2 separate regions of the Triticum aestivum genome follow, and region 1 is linked to region 2. A link is a contact called in public Hi-C data. All regions are on one chromosome and are shown on one strand. Each heading gives the region's core, a stretch centred on a gene start, on an enhancer-like site or on the middle of the called end of the contact. The rest is flanking DNA. Distances are from core to core; before and after follow the strand shown. Region 1 holds the start of LOC123079289 (BTB/POZ domain and ankyrin repeat-containing protein NPR2). Region 2 overlaps LOC123079288 (DExH-box ATP-dependent RNA helicase DExH6).

Region 1 (2,967 bases), core at 463-2,962, 230 kb after region 2:
GCAGGTTCATTTCATAAAATGAATATTGTTTTAATTAAACTTAATGAATAATTTGCTCGCCTCAACAGGGTCTGCTCGCACCATTGACCCATATACCATGAACGACATAAGGATCCTCGGCGCAAATGCCAACGACCCATGACCTCAGAAAGAACCCTAACAGCAGCCCACGACACATAACAGGTCACTACGCAACCACAACTAGAGAGGGGTGGACTAGAGTTGAGTTGAGGAGGTCATCCTTGGCGAGATGGAGGAGGACATACATCATCGGAGATGGGCGTGAGAGTACAAGCGCAACAAGGAAATGTCCAGAAATTGCACAACAACTATTGCGGCCACCTAAGAGAGGGCAATGCCATGGTGAGAAGGAATCACTAGATCCGGTGGTGAAAGTATCGGATTTGGATGAGGACGACAAGAGGGGAGGGGCATATGAGATCTATGTTGTAGCATTGGTAGCCACGACCGCACAAGAGGATGTGTGTGGCAACATGGCCATCGACCGACAACGTAACACTCTTATGCAAATGGAGCTGATCGAGGATGGTGATAGAAGGTGCACCCACCCTAGATCAACGTGAAATCAGGATGTAGAGAAGGGGAAGCGCCTGCGCATAGGTCCCATGGAGGAGGACACCACTGTCACAAGTCACCAAGTTGTCACCGTCACAGCGAACCTCCAGCCAACAAGTTATCGCAATGAGCTGGCGTCGGGCAACCATCATGACCAAACACCATGAGATGCGACTACATTAGTTGTGTACCGATATAAATTATGTTCAGGATGCAAAAATATTTAGTCGGGTTCTCAACACACACTTTTTTTGCTGGAGGATCATTACTTAGAGAAGGACACGTGAGACCATGCAGTATTGAGTAGGACCCATTCCTGCATTTAACACGGGAAGGGTCGAGAAGGATCGAGTAGGACCCATTCCCGCATTTAACGCAGGAAGGGTCGAGAAGGATCGAGTAGGACCCATTCTCACATTTAACACAGGAAGGTCGAGAAGGGCCTAGCACCACGTTTAATCAACGCGATGGGTAGTGCAGCTTACAAGCAGAGCACAAGAAAACATAAAACTACAAACTGGCCCCTAAATCTTATGAAAAGGCCCCCAAACAAAGAATGAAGAACGCGATCGGGTCCAAAGCCGCGCCGCCATAGAACTTACAAACATAACCCCAACGAAACATAAAATTCAAAACCAGTCGATAATCTTACGAAAAGGACCCCCGACAAAGAATGAAGAACACGATTGGGTCCAAAGTCGCCCCGTCAATATAACTACAGACATAACCCCAAAAAACATAAAATTACAAAGTGGACCATAATCTTACAAAAAGGGCCCCAAATAAAGAGTGAAGAACGCGGTCGTGTCCAAAGGTGCGCCCTAATGGGAGAAGAAGAGAAGGAAAGGGGAAGGAGAGAGAACACGGGAAGAGAGAAAATCCTCCCAGCATAGACAGCGGAGACAAGAGGCTGGCAAGTGGGATCACAAGTCTTCCCCCGATCGCAGTGACGTGTGGAGCTTACGCGCGCTACGTTTTGTCATCGCAAGCTGCGACATGTAGAGCAATATTTAATTTCCTAATGATCTCCGCGCTTTTGTACTTTGCAAACGCCAATATTGGTATTCTATGGGGTGGCCCGTGCAATTTTACCCGCGGTATTCCTTCCCTTCTTCTTCTCCGACCCCAAAAGCCAGAGAACCTGATCGAAGAAAGCGAAGAAAAGAAAGGTAGGGACGGGAGAAATCCAGCGGTCTCAGTCATCCTCCGCCTCCATATTCCTCCCCGTCGTCGTCTTCAATCCCCTCCCTGGCCGAGCCTCCCCCTGCTTTCCACGCAACTGCCCCCGGACTCCTCTTCCGCGACCCCACTCTCCTTCCTCGCCCCGCCAGGTCGTCGTCGTCGTCGTCGCTCCCAATATTTCCTCCTGCTCCCCCCACTTGGATCAGCCGGTCGCGAGGAGGAAAAAAATATCCCGAAAGCTCCCGGTTTGACGCGGCGGCGGGCGGGCGGCTGCCGAGATCTGGGCTCGAGGAATTCGCCGTCCCTTCTCCGCTGAGTTTAGGCGGGGGGTGACGTGGGGGAGTTTCCGTGCCGACGCGGATCTGCGTGGTGCCAAACAAAGCCTGCCCGAATTGCGCAGTTCGGCCGGGAGCGACCAAAAGGCAGCCTCCCCCCTTTGCCTTCCCACACATGGTGGTCCGGCTCTAGGGCCCTTTCGCCTCGTGCTTGGCGGCGGTGATGGAGCCGTCGTCGTCCATCACGGTCGCCTCCTCGTCGTCCTACCTGTCCAACGGCTCTAGCCCCTGCTCCGGCGCTCTGGCGCCGCTGCCCGCGGCGGACGGGTGGGGCGGGGCTGGGGGAGGGGGAGGGAGCAGCAGCAGCGTCGAGGCTGTGAGTCTGAGTCGCCTCAGCAGCAACCTCGAGCGCCTCCTCCTCGATTCTGAACTCGACTGCAGCGACGCCGACGTCGACGTGGCGGACGGCGGGCCGCCCATCCCCATCCACCGCTGCATCCTCGCCGCGCGCAGCCCCTTCTTCCACGACCTCTTCCGCGCCCGCGGGAGCCGCAGTGATGGGGCAGTCACCGCCTCCGCCTCCGCCACCAGTGGCGGAGCGGGAGGGGATGTTACCGGGAGGCCGCAGTACAAGATGGAGGACCTCGTCCCAGGTGGCCGTGTGGGTCGCGAGGCCTTCCTGGCGTTCATGGGGTACCTCTACACGGGCAGGCTCCGGCCAGCGCCGCTGGACGTGGTGTCATGTGCTGATCTTGTGTGCCCGCACGACTCGTGCCCGCCGGCCATCAGGTTCGCCGTCGAGCTCATGTACGCGGCGTGGACCTTCAGGATCCCCGAGCTCATGTCGCTGTTCCAGGTGAGGGATGCGTAGGCTCTTATTGGCTTGTTTAGCACCCCCAACTATTTTATAGATTTTTTTTTCTAGTCTTGGCTA
Region 2 (2,769 bases), core at 230-2,729:
CTATCCTACGAAAAATGTACGTATCTGTATCCTCTGTTTTCCTGCCATGCTCTGTTATCGTGCGATACATCTGGGAACTCCAAAGTGCGATTTATTCAGTCCTTACAATCAAATCCAAAAACTAGGTTGATGCAGTTCAATACAAAAAGCAAACGAAATTTTGTTTATTTTATGTCGTTTCTGTCCTGTTACCGGATTATTTCTGTTATCATTTTATTTATTTTTTGTTTTATCAATAAATTTTTGGAGGTTCTGTGCTTGTTTTTATCGAGTTCTTTTATCCTATGGCTGCTCAACACAGCCAGAGAGCATGTACATGTGCCCTCTTCCCTGAAAGTGTTTAATTCTTTACATGTTGGTTCTTTGTATGCAATATATCTCTACATCTGTCTGTTTTTGAAAAAAAAATAGTGTCTGTTTTTAGATGGTAGACAACCATTAAATGGTGGAACTGCAGCGATGTGATCTGGCCCTACGCCGTCTGTAGGATAGCGTCGTAGATTCAAGTGCATCCGTCTTACACGCACACACTCCTCAAATGCATCGGATATAGCAGTACGTTCTTGATGGAGTGGAGTGATAAACGTGGTGGGTCACAGGGCCAGATTAGGCAAAGAAGATACGAGAAGGCTACGTGTAGCACGTGCCTAGCGGGGGGATAGGATGCCAACGTGGTAGCACGTGGAGTTTAGCACGGTGTTTATCCCGCCGCAGAGCTGGAGGATGCCGACAAGCATTTAAGTGGCGCCATCGGTGAAGCGGAAGAGCCTCGCTTGCTGACCGCACAGCTGCGCCCGTGTACGGCGCTTCCTTGGCGGCATCTCATTTCGCGGGGACGCAAGCAACCGTGTTCTGCTACCGCAAAGAAATTCTCATATGATCGAGCCTCAGGGGCCGTGATGGTCATCAGAGGCCATAAGTGTGTACAGTACTTCCTCTGTAATAAAAGTTTGCAGCGGGAATCTTGTAAACTGCGTTGCAATTGCTGAGTCAGATGCCGTGATAGTCATCAGGAGCAGTTTAGTCGTTTGTCTGAATTCTTTTCGTCCCGGTCCAAGGAAGAAGCTAAATGACTCTTCCCATTGGATGCGTGTGTGACCAAGGAGGAGCCGCGCATTATTGCTCGTAAGCATAAACTAATCGGTGTCCGGCGCTCTCGTCAGTCCCCACCCATTAGTCTTTGGTCAACTCCAAAGTGAACCCAGTATGGATGCAGTGTAGTGTTAAAAACGTTCTTATATTATGGGACAAAGGGAGTAGTACGTACTCTCAATATTTATTTATCAATCTATGTATGAGCCCAGGAACTTCCACATGAACAGTTGCTCCCACCCGAGATCCGGTCAAACAAGACGTAGCAAGCTAGGCGTCAGCCTCTACCTCAGGCTCCAGGGGAAGGGGAGGAGAGCATCAGCACAGGTATGGCACCGAGTCACACGGCGCAGACGATGGCGGGGTGCTTGATTGAGTTGAGGGGCCGGGTGGGCCGGTGGGGCGTGTCGTGTGGTACGGATGACGGGGGACGCCCGCATCAGCGAGGCCTACTACCACCGAGCGCGTGACGCTGCGCGTCCAGCCCTGTGCGCGTCCCGTCACCGCGCGACTTCCCCGCCCCTCCTCGCCGATGTCACCCCGTGCCCATCACCGCTCACACGGAACGGATCGGGCCATCGGGGTCAGACCCCACCCGGCCCGCATCCCCGGCCAAGTGGACTGGACAAACCGACCGCGGGAGTATTATACTGCCAACTGCTCCTACTTTACGACCCCCTGAACCCGATTATTTATGGGTACGGGACACATAAGAAACGAGGCAATAACGACAACATGGTTGGGCAAAAGGCATAAATTTAACCTTAGAGTAAAATTATTTCACAAACTAAACTGTTCTTGAAAACATTTCACTCAGCTGGCCTTCAATGTGCAGCGCCTGACAGCAAGACGCTGCACTACTGTGCAGCGGCTAACACTCAGGCGCCACACCTTTGCAACGCTCGACAGCTAGGCGCTGCACTATACTGTGCAGCGCCTAGCGGTAAGGAGTTGCACAATAGAGTGCAGCGCCTTGCTAACGAGCTCTGCACAAAAGGGTCAACGGTGTGAAATATTTTTAAAAATAATTTAGTTTGTGAAATACTTTTGCTCTAAGATCAAATTTGTCAATTTTGGCGGTCGGGCAAAAACGTGCGTCTTTACCGTGGCGGAAAGTGAAAGACCCGGCCGACTCGCTCCAGCTGCCTGCCCGCTCTCCTCTCCTCGCCCCGGTGCCTGCCGACACGAGCGAGGCGCGTGCCACGCCATCCTGATCGCCAGCCAACAAAGATCGCGAGCTGCCACCATCGCTTCGCCGCATCTTGGCGCCGGCCTCCTCTTAACTTTGCAGGATTCCGAGGACCAGCGGCGACTCGTGGTTTGGCGCCGAGAGAGTACGAGGCTGTATCCCCTTCCCTTGCCTTTTCGTCGTTATTGAAAATCTGCGTGAAGCTTTGCCTCCTCTTGCACGACTCCTGGATGTGAACGTGAGCTCGCCCACACTCCATTGTGTACTCTGCTGTGCTCCACTTTTTGTTATTACAAAATAAAAGGAAGAGGGGAAAGTTCGGGCTGATTGAGACTGATTTGTTTCGTCATGTCATGTCGACATATCTCTGGCGGGCGGCTTGGGGGACACTCACACTATCGGAATAGTATCATCTTCGGTGTTAACAGGAGATGTGACCCGCTTTCATGGCCTAGGACGTCTAGGAGGACGCCCCGGGCGCCTCTCTC

What was found. Hi-C and Micro-C count contacts between places; a contact is called where the count stands out from the background.
Region 1: a Hi-C map of leaf shows a contact between it and region 2, with 10 times the contacts expected there. The contact joins the promoter of LOC123079289 here to the enhancer-like site in region 2. A contact is called at or near these places in 3 of 5 Hi-C or Micro-C datasets (all in leaf) and 1 of 1 datasets of contacts at active chromatin or transcription factors (leaf).

What each region holds. Positions count from the first base shown.
Region 1 is chr3D:418,870,483-418,873,449 of IWGSC CS RefSeq v2.1, forward strand. LOC123079289 (BTB/POZ domain and ankyrin repeat-containing protein NPR2) reads left to right here and starts at 1,713. Exons shown (of 4, transcript XM_044502026.1): 1 at 1,713-2,889. The coding sequence starts at 2,257.
Region 2 is chr3D:418,644,847-418,647,615 of IWGSC CS RefSeq v2.1, forward strand. It overlaps LOC123079288 (DExH-box ATP-dependent RNA helicase DExH6), which reads left to right. Exons shown (of 15, transcript XM_044502025.1): 15 at 1-167. Among protein-coding and RNA genes, the nearest start is that of LOC123079288, 12 kb to the left of the region's middle. Within about 2 kb of position 1,480, at least 8 of the 8 cell types and tissues checked have an H3K27ac peak or open chromatin away from gene starts, as enhancers often do. A contact at or near this core is called in leaf, where this site is marked.